2 separate regions of the Anas platyrhynchos genome follow, and region 2 is linked to region 1. Evidence: chromatin contacts called from public Hi-C data. All regions are on one chromosome and are shown on one strand. Each heading gives the region's core, a stretch centred on a gene start, on an enhancer-like site or on the middle of the called end of the contact. The rest is flanking DNA. Distances are from core to core; before and after follow the strand shown. Region 1 overlaps CHST15 (carbohydrate sulfotransferase 15). Region 2 overlaps OAT (ornithine aminotransferase).

Region 1 (7,267 bases), core at 3,444-5,943:
GTTCTAATGACAGAAAATTATTTAAATAAATAAATAAATAAATAATCCAATATTTTCTTGGTTCTTGGCTTTAGAAACCACCAGTTTTTTGCTACCTTCACAAAGCCTTGTAAAAAACTCTGTGTATTTAAAAATATCAGGATATTAATCAATTAGGTTCCTCATATCCCCCTTTGCCTTGTTTTATTAAAGTAAGTGGTTAAGCAAGTAACAAGCTGGTACTTAGCAGCAGGCGAATTCCTTCCTATGTCTGTACACAGGGCCCTCCAAGTCTGTCTTTTGTCCATCCCATCTGGAGCTATGTGTGGTAGCCAGCACATCCACAGGCAGACACAGTCATTAAAATTGTCTGAGTCCCATGTAGGTGCATTAGCTGTAAGACAATATTCCTATAGGTTTGGTGACTACAACCCTGAGCTGGGTGTTTTATTACCTGTAGCCAATCCTTGGTGCAGTATAGAATTCATGAAAATAAAGAAAATGTGAACAATGTGAACTCTTCAGAAAAGTGATCCTAAGAGCAGAAACAGTTTTTAAGCACCCACAGGCAAGTGCACTTCAAATTTTAAATAATTAATGTGTAAAAATTCTTAGATCCCTTCCACGAGAGCAGTGACCAGTGAGTATTTCTCACTATTTAGCTCCCCTTACAGTCAAAGGACCAAATCAGGCTGGCACCAGCCCCAGTTTCTCCACCAACCCCTTGGGACTGCCCTTGGAACCTTTCATCTCTCACCATCCTGAGTCCTCCAGTCCTCAAGCACTTCAGTTCCTGGACTTCATGGTGCTAAAATTCCCAATCCCCTGGCTCTGCCAGGAGTTTAACTGCAGCAAAGCCTGCCTCCTGCAGTGCCAGACACCTACGGCTTCTGCCTCCTGAGGTTTTATCATGCTCATGCTAGTACATGTAGCCTAGTCCAAGTGCTTTGAACCTTCTGGCCTCAAAAGCTTAGGATTTTGATTGCTTGCCGAATTGTTCTGTCTCAAATACCTGTGTTAGCTCATGCTGCGCTGCCTCAGCCCCCCAGCCTTTAATTACACAGCAACACGTACCCACTGGCGTGTTCACTGAATAATACAGACTTCTGTAACACACAGAGGAGAATGGAAAACTATTGAAAATCAGCTTAATGTAAATGTATATATTCAGTACTTTCCAAATACAGTTTTTTAAAAGCTCAGCCACAGATACAAGAACAGGTCTGCTCTGCAGCACCACCTGCTGCAAAGAAATATGCTTGGTTTGACATCGAGCTCGAGAAACGTAACTGTTGAATCAAGGCACACATCATGCTCCTGTGGATTTGGGTTGGGAACAAGTGTTATAGGATTTACCTTGGGCCAAATGACGCAGCACTGCTGCACGGGGATTCAAGGATTGGCTCATATGTCCCTGTTTAAGAGGTGTTACTTAAATCCAGGTGGTTTTTTTCAGTCTAAGAAACTTTTTCAATGTTTTGGTAGTACTGCTGTGGCAGGGGATATTTCAGCTCCCCTCAGTTTGGTAATATTAACGTAAGGCAACACAGCATTTAAAAATATTTCTAAATGATTCAATAAACACTGAACTGACAGTTTAGCGTGCAACTGCTACAAAACTATTTTTTAGTGGTGAAGAATTTTTCATCTCTGTTTTTCCTGATATATTATCCTGTAGGGTATGTAAATAATGCACCAAAATAATAAATTCACAGAATCTGGGCTTAGGTTTGCCCATCACAATAAGAAAGAGGATTTTTGTTTATTACCTTTAAAATCCTTATCGGTCGTGTTGAGCTCTGAGAAGGGATTTGTGTTGGGCAGGATGGATCAGAGCAGCCTGGAAGATGTGCTGGGTACCCCAGTGCTGGCTGGCTCCCGCAGGAGGGTGAAAGGGGATTGCAATGCCGATGCCACGATACGACCAGCATCAATGGCACTCTCAGTTAATACACTCCAGGGTGGAAATGGCCCAGCTGTGCACCTTTTTTTTCCTTTGCCTAATTCTCCAGGTGCTCTTTGTGTTATGCTGGGTTATGGTGAGCTCGGTTACATACGATTTATGTTGCGTTAGGCATGCATCTGTGTTGTGTGGCGTTGAGAGCCGCCTTCCCTCTGCCCCTCGGTGCAATTGTAGGGAAATCTCCGCTAAACCCTTTCTGCAGGCTGTGAGCCGCAGCTGTCCCAGGCATGCCGGCTGAATTTCCAGCTATGCCCTGCCCTCTTGTGGTGTCCTGCCTGCCTCACCGCTCCTTGCTGCTCCCCAACAATCAGTGCCGGAGGACCACCCCCCCCTCCCCAAGCCCCAGTGATGCTGCGGGTACAGATCGGTACCAATGTGCACCTTAGTGAACCAATCAGGGGAAAATTACAGAAAAAAATAAAAATAAAAAATCTCCTAATGCCAACACTTTCCTCTTCTTAGCTATAAATGCAGCATTTAGCCCCTCTTTCAGATTTTTTTAGCCCAGTCTTATAGCTCCCGTTTTTATGTTGGCCCTTTCCCCATAATAATATAGTTGTTTTATTCCCTTTAATATAGTTTGCTCCTTCCGAAGCATTAATGCAGTGAGTGGCTGTTTTACGAGCCAGACAGAGGCAGCTGAGAGCCTTTCTGCAGATCCCATCCCACCCCTCCTTACCTTGAGGTGAAATCTCCCAGTACAACACGAAACAAAAAGCCCAGTCCCTGGTGAGCTCAGCTGATACCTTTCCAGCCAAGGCAACATGGTTTCCCCAAGTTATATCATTATTTTCTTGTCCTAAGCCTTTTCAGCTGATCAAAAAATCAATTCTTCCTTTCCATCTGACAGCTGCATGTCTCTCCTCTTTCTGCTTATTTCTCTGTCCAATTTCTTCTATTTTTTTGGCTACCTTGCTTGGTTTTATTTTCTTCAGTGCAATTTTGCACAATCGATTTCTCTCACCACTCCAGGATTTCATTTGACTCAACTGCAAGACTTCTTTCCTATGTCTCCCCCTCCTATACCTTCCTGCAACTGTTGTGTCACATCCTTTGGTCCTTGGTTCAAAAACCGGGGGAAAAGACCCAGCTTGGTTGGCTGTGCTGTGAGCATCACTGGTGAATAAGGCCTTTGGTCTCTGGGAAATTTAAAATATAAAATGTAAAATATTTGATAATTGGGATGTGCTGGTTTTAGATTTATCAAAAGCTAAAGCTCACATTATTTGCAAGTCATCTGTGGTTTAGGCCCCTGGAGCCTGAAATAAAGAAAGTTTTAGGAGCTGCTCCCAGGATGAGTTTTTCCTTCTACTGCAATGCTCTGAGTGCAAGCTCAACCCTTCCCTTTGCTCATTCCCATTCATTATTAAAGTAGAAGAAGAGATCATTTTCTAAGTGTGTGCACTACAGCCAGATGGAGGAAATAACTGTGAATTAGTCTGCACTCCGTTTTAATAGTGAACGGCTTAATGATAGCTTGCCTGTGTTTTCCTTGGGGAAGATGCTACTTGCAATGCCACCACTGCCATGCAATGAGTTGTTACCCCAGCAACTGCTACTTCAGTGACTAAATGCCAATTTTAAAGCTCTTAGGGTTATATTTTCAGCATTCTTCCTCTAGATCATGCACGGCAGATGGATGTACCTGGGGAGCAGGAGGGGCTGGGGACCCCTGCTGTCCCCATGGTCCCTCTGCTCTGGTGTGAGCATCCTGTGCCAGGCAGTGCTGTTAGTGCCCCAGCCCCAGAGGCATTAACCAGCTCACTGCCCTATACAGGCATTTTTTTTGCTCAGCAAGTGGATGCTCAGAAGCTGTGAGGGTGAGGGACAGGAAGCATTTCCTTCCTGTGAAATGCGATACGTTGATTGCTGTTTGTGCCTCTTTAAAACATTATTTTCTGTTAATTGGGGCTTAGTGTGTACACAGCAGGACTCTAATTTTCAACGGCAGATTTCAGCCTCGAACTCCATTAAGCCCCTGCCACTCTGGCAATCATTTTAAGGGCCTTTCAGTTGATGGAGGCAGCACAGAGAGCAGGCAGAGTTTCCACAGGAGCCGTGACTTAAAAGCAGGGGTCCCCAGCATGACACTGCCAAAATCTCTCAAGCCTCTGCTGCTGCTGACATCCTTCCCTTGACAGAGGCCGTGCCAGAGAGCTGGTCCAGAGAGAAGTGTGGATCAAAGTCTGTAGCAGTACCTCTGTAAGCCAGGATTCTCAGGACAGCAGTCTGGCAAGTGTATTAATGGCAATGATATGCATGTATTAATACTTAGAAGCACCGCTACAATAAATGGAGCCAGAAAATCTGGGCATTTGATGCCCTTTGGACATCTGAAAATAACTGGATTTTTTTTTTAACCTGCCTTTTCCTTTTTCAATGAAAAAAAAAAAAAAAAAAAGTCAAACCCACAACCTATGGCACACGTTAGCCACAAGATGGTACTGCAACACCAGCGTTTCTGTTAGAAAACTACTGCTCAGAAAAGCCTGGTTGGGCTTGCCTGTGGCAGGACTATCTGTTGGGAGATATCTATTACTTTTTTGCACCACATTTGTGCCTCGTCTATAATAAAAGAGCGTTGGTTGGAAGATGGATTAATTTCTTAGCAGAAAGTTGTATTCAGATCCGTGACAACCCCGCTGCTTGTTTTCAGTTTGTTTAGCTGAGGCACACAAGCCTGTGCTCTGGACTCAGCAGATAACAGCGTATCATTTTCTTTGTAAATCAGTGCCTGTTTTTCTTAGCAGGAGAGCCTTTGTTTTCACTGTGCGTCTTCCAGCCAGCCAACGTGCTTGGCCCGAGCATGCAAGGTCTTACAGAAAGCACATTTCGCATTCTTCTGCAGTAGCAGCAAGAACATTTGGAAACGACCCTTTCCTCAGTGCCTTTGGGCTCAGGAAGGCTGCATCCTCGCCTGATTACTTTAGTTCAGCAGAGATAAGAGTAAATAGGGAATGAAGCACACATTTTCTGAGCTCTGTGCAAAGAGCCACTGCTACACTTTGGCAAACACGAAAACATATTGTCCTGATAGTAAGTTTAAATTCTTGGCAAATTACTGCTCTTGGGATGTAGGACAAGTCAAGGCTACAGTGCATAACAACAAGAATATCATATTCTTTCACGTCTAGAACTGTCAACAGGAAGGTAAAGAGACTGGAAAATTTTTGGATGAGCCTTGTCACGTGTAGAGATTTGCTGTGAGGCCAGAGTGAAGCCACTGAACGGCAGTGGTACTGAAAAGGGGTCTGACACCTGCCATTACTCAGGAAGATCAAATGATATTTTATTTTATTCTGAGTCACCAGTTCAATATTTTTTTCCAGTCTGTACCAGACAACAAAATCCTTACCACCACCACCTCCATCCCTGCCCCCTAAACCTCCCAAGAGATGCCCTCTTTAATTTTCTACTTTTTAATATTTAGCCTTTCAATAACCCAGTGTCGTAAGGTGGTTCCTTGAGCACCAACGGCTCTATGTTGAACCTATCCTTGCTTGAGATGCCATCACTGTCCTCCTTTGCACAGGGAACCCTCAACCTTTCCCCTTCCTGTGAGCCATAACTAGGCAAGATTGTGATCTAGCAGTGTGCTGGGGCTGATTCAACCTAGGGCAGAAATTTTGACCTTGAAGCACGTTCTAATTTACATTGTACAAGTAGGCAATGGACATAGAGAAGCTCCCTGGCCATTGGTGAAATTAATGTTCAGCACCATGCCCAAACTAGTGCATATGATTTGTTTAGGGAATTGATGCTCACACTAAATGAAAACGACACTCATTAGCATTTAGGGTTGGTTAAGATAGTATCAGATCATGGTTGTAGCTGGCAACTAAACAGAAATACAGAAATGTGTGTCCATAGCAGTTATGTTTAATAAAATTTCCATAAAGTTTTACTGGCCATGTGGCGTTGATTCTAATTCAGAGAACAGCTAGCAGAAATGTGTAGTATAAATAAAATATAGAGTGAAAATTTTAGTGGTGAATTGATTCTGACTTTCTGATTCATGTTGCCATAATACTTTTTTTTAGACTGACAAAAAAAAATCCATTCTCACTCCTCTAAGTAGTTTTGATCTATAAACATTTCTGAACCAGAACTAAACAGTTCTAGTTGTCCAGAACAGCTTACCTAAATTTCTTATTTTAGGCATTCCAGACTCCAAACTGAATCCAAAGTTTCTCCACCATCCTTATAATAGCTTTTCCTCAAGTCTCTATTTTCAAGCCTTTTTTAAACTAGATGTACACAGTGTGCAACTAGTTCATTATTTAACATATCCTTTCCATAACGATGCATGACATGGTGTATCCTGTCCATTAATTCATTTAATGACCAGATTTCATAGTGATTTAAAAATGCATACTTTTTGCAATGGAGTAGAGCACTTGTGTAGGACCGAAGAGAAAACTCCATAAAAGCTCTCTATGGCCAGCATTGACTTTACATCAAGCCTGATAGTGGTTTCCTAGGAAAATGTGAATGATATGAATAGGTGATACATGTTTGTGTTTACATGAACAAAATGTGGAAGGCAAATGGATTTGCTACACTAAACATTGAATGTGGACTGTTGTTTAAATTTCTGTCATCCATTCTTATGTGAATATAAAATTTCTTTTGATTTTGGGGCTAGGAAAGCCTATTTATACTGAAGACATAAATTAGACTTTGAAATTTATGTAAATGCAATTACCTATTAAAGTTACTTTCAGAATTAAGGAGACATAGAAACCTTAGTGTGAGAGAAGACTATTTGTGAACATGCTGACAAAAAGAAACAAAATTTTTGGTTGAATTCACTTAAAAAATTTAATGACTACATGACACTGATAGTTTGAAAAAATGAATGAATAATATATATTGAAAATGAGATTATAAGTGTAATTGTAAGAAATTGATGCTAATTCCATGTTGCAGCATCTTAGAGAAGGTTAAACTTCTACATCCCAGCCGAGAGTGTAAGACATCGCCTAGTGCTTTTCCATCCTACACTTCTGCTGGGGCAAAAGAAGTTGCAAGAAACTCATAAGCAAGATGCTTTACATTCTCACAAGGAAAATGTGATATAACTGTCATGAAGTGTGCTGACTGAAGGTGAGAGTCTCATCTCATCAATCGGCTTCTCTTTGGAATGGGAAAAATGTAAATATCCACGCACAAAAATAGAATTTAAAAAAATAAAAACTCCTTTAAGCACTGTATTTGTGGCACTAAATTTACATATTATGTCCTTTTCCATAAAAAAGCATCATCAAAAAGAACTTGTGCCAGTTTTGTATTAAAAGGCCTGTAGAAATCTCTTAAAATTGCCTT
Region 2 (7,267 bases), core at 2,545-5,044, 170 kb after region 1:
CCCGTTACAAAGGCAGCGGCCACACAGCACCGCCTGCCCGATAGGCATTTAATCTTGTTTTCATTTTCGTGCTTTCAAAGGTTAATTTCAGAGAAGCCACACGCAGACATCAGTCCCTTCCTCACATGTTCCTCACGCTGCCTTTAACCTTGCCGTAAAGGCTCTGTTCCTGCAGAGACAACACAAAGCGCCCCTCTGGGAGCAGCTGAGATGTTCACCCATTATTGACGAACGCTCCCACAACACCCAGTAATTCATATTTAATCGTGGCTGAGTGGTGTTGTGGGTGAAAGATGAAAAGCTATGCAGGAAAATAGATCCTCTTGCCCCCAGCCAGAGCTACAGGTACAACGGGGAGGAAAGTGCTCCCAGACCTCATCTCCCTTGAAGGTCTCAAGGCTTTCGGGACATTGAGGCAGCTCCTACAGCCTCATCCTGGGTGTGTGTGTGAATTACCCCCTCCTCCGTCCCGTTCCTTCAGGTGGAGTTGTGTAACGCGGGCAGCTTTTCCCAGCTCTCCTCCATCTCTGGGTATTAGCTGCAGGATTAGGTCTCCCCCGTGTCAGACCCTGGGGAAGGACTGGGAGTTCATCCAAGGTCCAGGCCTTTGTTGGGTTTGCACATCGTGCAAAGGGTCAGTACTCCCGAGGGCCTTTATACGGAGCCCAAATCATAGCAAATTAATAGGATTTTGTGCAGGAATGAGGAGGATTTGCTTTCTCCTCGTATTTATTTGGACTAGCGCCAATAAGAGCCCGGGGATTTTCCAGACAGCACAGCCTCTGCTCAGATTTCTGCAAACAAGCCCCTGCAGACAGACAGACAGCATGGGAGGGAAACAACCACCAGGCAGGATTCGTTATGGTCACCTCTTAGCCACGCCACGTTAGCGTTCGGCACTCCAGGCTGCGGGATGCAAACAGACTGACTCGAGGAGGAAAATGAAAGCAGATTAGCTTGCACTTGAAAGAAAAACAAAGGAGTGCTTGAAGCAGCAATGCCTTGACCCCGTGAGCTCTCTGGCTGCACATGGGCTGGGGTGGGACCAAAAAAACACCCAAAACCCCAGAAAACTCCAAGAACCCCAGCTGGTTAAGTGCCCCACTCTGGGCCAAAGCACCACAGGGAGGCCCACAGAAAGCGGTTTCCTGATGTAAAGAAATATTTAAAGATTTCTCTCAGACCTCCATCTTCCTTCTACTTCAGTTCTTTGGGAAGGAAATTTCCACCCCCCCGCTCAGATGTCCCTCCATCCCTATCAGTCAAACAGGGACAGCTATGAATTACCGGGTGTTTGTCATATTAGAGATAAAGGAATTCTATTTTAGTCCCCCGCACCCAAGATTAGCCACGAGTGCACTGCTTAAATTCCAGTTTGAGATATGACACAGAGATGAGACTGGAGTTTGTGTCACATTTCTGTATCAGTGAAGACCAAAAGCGAGCCCTCAGGAGTCACAAACTCCCAAAATCCTACACCCAGCAGTAAGCTCCTAGTGTAAAGCTGAGCTTCTGGCTCCATCTGCTGCCAGGAAGATGGAAAAGATGAGAACGTGAACAAGAAACAGCCAAAAATAAATAAATAAACAAACTACAGCCTCGTCCTCTGCTCAACTAATGCCCTAACACTGCTGTTGAAAGGCAAAGAAAACAGAGGTTGCTTCATCATGGCAATTTCTAACAGGTTCAAGATGTGCAGTTCTTTACCCGGTGAAGACTGAGAGGCACTTGAGGCCTTTTAAGCAAATAACCTATTGGGGTAAATTTTAACTTTCAGGCATACTGTCTGAGTGCATAAATTCAGGTTTTTGCAGCCGTAAAGAATCCCAGAGGACAATGCCATGAGCATGGCTCCAAGATTGCCAGCAGAAAAGACAAAAACCTAAAGGAATCCTGCACTGTATGCTTCCTGATCCTCCCCACTTCGCGCTGCTCCTGCCTTTCCCTGCTTCACGTGGCGCCTTTAAACCTCAGTTTACATTTGCCCATAAACAAAGATTTATTTTTCTGTCAGAATACATATTCCATGATTTCACGCCAAGAGAAACGTCCGCGTTTTTTGGCAAAGAGCGCTGGCATATAGCACAATTCGGCATTGTTTTTGCAAACAAAGCTTCCAGTGAAGTCAATGGCAGCTCTGGGCACACGAGGAATGCTGCTTTGGCTCTTGGGTGCTTAGATTACCTCCCCGTGTTTGCACAGCACTCAGTGCACAGTCACTGTTCATTTAGGAAAGCATTTCATACACCATACCCGACACAAAGAAACAGCAGAACGCGTGCAGGCACTATGATGGAGACAGATTAAGCCTTTAGAGCCAAATGCTTGAAGTGACATCTTGTAAATGCACACGGACCTCCAGGAAATTTCATTGCTGTGGAGCTCCTGCTAAAGGAATGGACACCGTTTGGATAGGCAATTTGTGTTGAACACACAGATCCCTTTCAAATCCCATTTTAAATATGAATTTCAATTACAACAGCAGGAAGCATCACCAAAGAAGCGTCACTGCCATGCCTTCTTCCATATCAAGATGCATCTCTATCTCTATCAGAGAAGTACTTGAAAAGTACGGGGAAGGCATCGAAAGGGCATTCTCCGGGCTTGCTTTCCTCGCCTCTTCACTTCTATAATGCTAGGATGCAGAAACAAACCCATAATATTTTACGAAGCGTCTTATGTATTTTCTTTGCACGTTTCAGAGTATGTATTACACTAATTTGTAAATGATTTCCACTTTGGCATCCTTCAAATGCAAACTTTGTTCAGGAGCAGCGCCTGGCAGAGCTGTAGCACACTTGAGCAACTTGTACAACAAGCACAAACACGAAAGCACCGAACTTCTGGCGCTGAGCTGTTGGAGGCACTTTAGTTGTCTACATTTTTTTGGTAAGAGAAGCCCTGAAGAAAATTTCTAAGGCTAATTAAAATCCCAGACAACAAACCCAGAGACTGATTTACAAGCCCATTAGTTATATGAGCAGCTGCATTTGAGCTTGAGAGATTTAAGCCATGTCACTAAAATCTAGTAAGCATGAACTGGGATTTGGCCAGAAGACAGACAAAAAGACACTTTCCACGGTAAAGTTAGCCCTTGTTTTGCCCTCTCCTTCTCCAAACACACGCTACATATCACAGGCAGACGATCTTTCTTTACTCCCAAAGCAACGTATGTGGTTTCTTAACTCTGCTCCTGAATTTCTGAGCTGCTTCAGCAGGCACTACACACCTGCCTTCCTCACATGGTAGCTGTGGCTCTGGAAACAATGCAGAATTGAGGGCAACTTTCAGGTCAAAAAAGAAAAAATCCTTAATTACCCAGTCATTAAATAAGTGTAATTTGAGTTTTTGACTTGTCTTCAGAAAGGCTTTACATGCCTCAGTTTTTGTAAGCTCATCAAGGAAACAAGATTCAGGAAGCAACTATGGGATGAATAAAAAGCCCAGAGATCAGCCAGCAATGATCTGCTGTACAAACAGAAAAAAAAAAAAATCAAGTCCTGAGCAGACTTGGCCCAGTTAGTCTGCAACTGGAAAGTGGGCTGGACAAGATCAGAGCTGAAATCGATAACAAAGCCAGAGAAACCTTCTGAGTAAGAGGCTGAAAGACAATAAACCAGAACAAAATGTTACATGCGGGTTATTCTTGCTCGTTACACAAACAAACAAAATGAGGACAAACAGGTTCAAAGCTGTTCTTCAAAACAATTCGCACAGAAGGGAGCCTGCAAGCACAAGCTGAGAGATAAAAATATGCCACTGCAAGAAAACCCAAACGACAATGCTTAGACATGAAATGCAGTACAGCACACAGGCGGCACAAACAAGTCCAGCTCTGCTCAGCAGCAGCGAGGGCATGGTTGGAGCAGTGAATCACAGGAGAGCAAGAAGGATGAAGGGAAACATTACCTTGCAGGAAAAGTAATAGAATTTTACTGAGAGAAGGAGAAACCACTGAAACAGGAATGATAACGATCTTTACACGTGTTAAAGACTGTTGTACAGAAGGACAATAACTTGTTCTGTGGCCCTGATGGGCAGCAAGAGAGACACAGACAATAAATACGGTAGGAAACTTGCTAACTGTGAGGACAAGGAAGCACTGAAACAGGGAAAGGAGTCTTCTGTCCTAAAGCCCTTTCAGGCAATTATGCAACCAGTGGCATAACTGGGGCAGGGGAACGGACCTGATCATGTCCTTGGCTCCTGCCAGCCCTACTGCTCTATGAAAGTAATTTTTTTTGGCTAAGGATTTTGGAGGGTTCACCTTTTGGAAAGGACTCCAGCAATGATGTTCCCACTACAGTTTCTTTCAGTTACTTCACCTTTCCTGTTAGGTTGCAGAAGCACAGCCTGCAGAAATGGCAGCCTTCCCAGGCAACACCTTTCTGCATTTAATTCCTGAGGCTAACAGTCAGGGTGACACACTGCCCCTTGCACAAATGAGACCTTTCCAACTTGAATCACTCTTCCCCCATCCATGGCAGATGACTGCATTTTGTCTGAAACCAAGTAAGGTACACACCTGGGTAAGGCACTCACTGGGGTCCTGAAGGGCAGATTGGTTCATTTCTATGAACTGCATTGCCTTTCAAGCACCACAGCATTATTTACCATTTGCATGGTAAAGCACTCATCCTAGGGAACAAAAAAAAAAAAAGAAAAAAAGAAAAACAAACAGCAAGAGCTGCCATATAAAGAGACAAAAAGACAGACTGCTGTGGCTCTGGATAGAGGTGACTGCAAGTTTCTGTGGGGCTCACTCTTTTTCAGTAGACTGTGGATTTAAATTGCACATTAACTTTTTTTTCTTTTTAAAGCAAGGCATGTTTTAATAGAAACATCCAGATTATAGGAAGTTCTGTAACAGTAAAAACAGATCTGTATACTCAGATCTATTTTACAAGATTGCAAAGCCAAACACAGAGACCAGTCTTGAGAACAGCAACTCGAGTTATAAAACCAAAATGCTTTACACACGGAACACAGCCTGATGCTTGTCAAGATCACCAGCACAACACCCAGTTTGTGAAATCTTCAGCATTGTTTTTTTTTCTATCTGTAAATGAAAAACAGAAATTCTACCATAATGGCAAGCGCTTCCCCACTACAAGCATCTCACCAAGAGGCAAAAATACCAAATGTGATGCCTGGGAGAGTTCTGAAAGCTCAAGAGCACCCTTACTAAATATATATATATATATATATGTATATAAGTTATACTCTAAACTTTGGCCAAGACTTTCAATAATTAAGCAGATTTGTACAGATGTGCCCCCCTCAAACACTCTGACTCAGTTTGGTTAAGTTTCGACTAGATGAACAGAACCTCATCACTTCATCTCCACGTATTCCAAGATTGGAAGCTCTTTAAAATCATTATTAAATTATAATGGCTCTGAAGAAAATAAAAGACATAGCTTTTTTTTTTTCTTTTTTTTTTTCCTGTTTTTAAAGACTTAAGTCCTCTTAGATAAAAGGAATTAAAGATGCTTGCTTCACGTGCAGGCTTCATCGCACATATAACAACACACCAGCTCGGGTCAGTCAGCAGATACTCTTTAAAAGCCACATTTTCAGAAAGACAGAATGGTCTTATGAATTATTTCGATGCACTCTCTGATTTCATCCTCCTTAATCACCAGAGGCGGTGCCAGACGGATGATATCACCGTGGGTAGGTTTGGCAAGAAGTCCGTTATCGCGAAGCCGCAGACACACCTTCCAGGCATCGTAGTCTGCAATGAAAGGAAAGACATTTACACCGTGCCAGAGGAAGTGGCGCATTTTCAGCACGTGGTATGAGGAGCCAGACTGTAAACTGCTTGTCATTTAGTAGTGAGAAAAATCAAATATCATGTGCTCTTTCTCACAAATGAAGTGGTGACATCTGAGCAGCTCTCCAGAATTTGCAGTGAATATTTAAGGCCGCTGCAAAAACTGAGCTTTGCTCTTTCACAGATGAGAGCCTGCCTACTTGTAACAAGAGATTAAACAAAGAAAACTAGAAATGGAAGCCTGCAAGAGGCAGGTAAAATAAGAAGTCTGGATAGGACCTCAGACAAGGTTACTTTTATGCCTGGATTTCAGCACATCACGTGCATGACTGAAGAAATTACAGCCCTTCCCTTGCAGCATTTTGTCGCTTAGTATATTGATGACAAAAAAAAATAATTGTCTGCTCTGGCTTTTAAACCATTTTCTGGTGTGCTTCAGTGTGTTAATCCCTAGAAACTTGTTTTCAGTCGTTAACTCTTTCCTTCCTTATGCCTTCCAGTATTCATCTAATTATCCTGGAATAAACAACCTCAGCCAAACTTCCAGAAGCCAGCCTTCCAGACACAGCCAGTTATCTCCAGCTGAACACACAAAGGGGCATTTGTGGGGAGCTAAGTTCACCAAACATTATCCAGTCATAAAATAATTCGTGTTGTTAAAACAAAAGTTTAGATTGAGATAGTAAAAGCCTCCTACTTTTAATAGCACACACTCAAATTTATAGGCAGCACTACAGTGCCAAGATCAGAACCCAAACAAGATGACTACAAGCTATGTCCCTACTCCACAGATACTTGCGATTTCAACTTGAAAGTTATTTGTCATGCTACGACTCTGCAGTTGATTGTTTCCTTACCTTTGGTTTCCCGGATTACAATTGCATTGAGCAGTCCTTTTCCTCTGACACAAGTCACAATATCAGATGGTGTCTTCATGAGCTCATTTCTTAATATGTTACCCATTCTTTCTGCATTTTTAGCCAAGCCTTCCTCTTCAATTACCTACAGGAAGGTTAGAAGGTTAGTGCTGCAGTCAACTGAAGGGCACTGCATTTGTTTTAGTTGTCTACTCTCACAGGGCACACAGTGACATTACAACTGCTGAGATACAAAAGCTGACCCATCCAAGGTGCCACTGCAAACATAGCACATCCAAGCCAGTTATCATTAAGCCTTCACTCATTTGTGTTTACAAGAAACAAATCTCTAAACTGTTTTCCAGTTGTCTTTTTTTTTTCCTCCCCAAGTAAAAAATAAACCTCTGAAGGCTCAATCTCTGAGTTTGGCCAAGTCCATGTATCAGGCAATGATGAGGCTTTTTGAGTGACTTGCTTAAACGTTGTGAATTATGCAATTACAGAATGTTTAAAATATGGTATCTGGACAAGATATTTTACTAGCTTTTGTTTGAGCTCCAGTGCCATGTGTGTTATCAAGCTCACAGAGCAGCAACTCTTGAATATGGCATAATGAAATATGCTATTTTTTAAA

Evidence for each region. A called contact is a pair of places that touch in the nucleus more often than the background predicts.
Region 2: a Hi-C map of small yellow follicle shows a contact between it and region 1, with 6 times the contacts expected there. The contact joins two enhancer-like sites. A contact is called at or near these places in 5 of 8 Hi-C or Micro-C datasets (F1 follicle, F5 follicle, skeletal muscle and 2 more).

What each region holds. Positions count from the first base shown.
Region 1 is chr6:37,527,743-37,535,009 of IASCAAS_PekinDuck_T2T, forward strand. It overlaps CHST15 (carbohydrate sulfotransferase 15), which reads right to left. Exons shown (of 8, transcript XM_038181451.2): 8 at 6,750-7,267. The coding sequence ends at 7,178. Among named protein-coding and RNA genes, the nearest start is that of CPXM2, 42 kb to the left of the region's middle. Within about 2 kb of position 4,694, at least 4 of the 8 cell types and tissues checked have an H3K27ac peak or open chromatin away from gene starts, as enhancers often do. A contact at or near this core is called in F1 follicle, F5 follicle and small yellow follicle, where this site is marked.
Region 2 is chr6:37,700,632-37,707,898 of IASCAAS_PekinDuck_T2T, forward strand. It overlaps OAT (ornithine aminotransferase), which reads right to left. Exons shown (of 10, transcript XM_027460290.3): 9 at 6,634-6,778; 10 at 5,539-5,737. The coding sequence ends at 5,577. Among named protein-coding and RNA genes, the nearest start is that of OAT, 14 kb to the right of the region's middle. Within about 2 kb of position 3,795, at least 5 of the 8 cell types and tissues checked have an H3K27ac peak or open chromatin away from gene starts, as enhancers often do. A contact at or near this core is called in F1 follicle, F5 follicle and small yellow follicle, where this site is marked.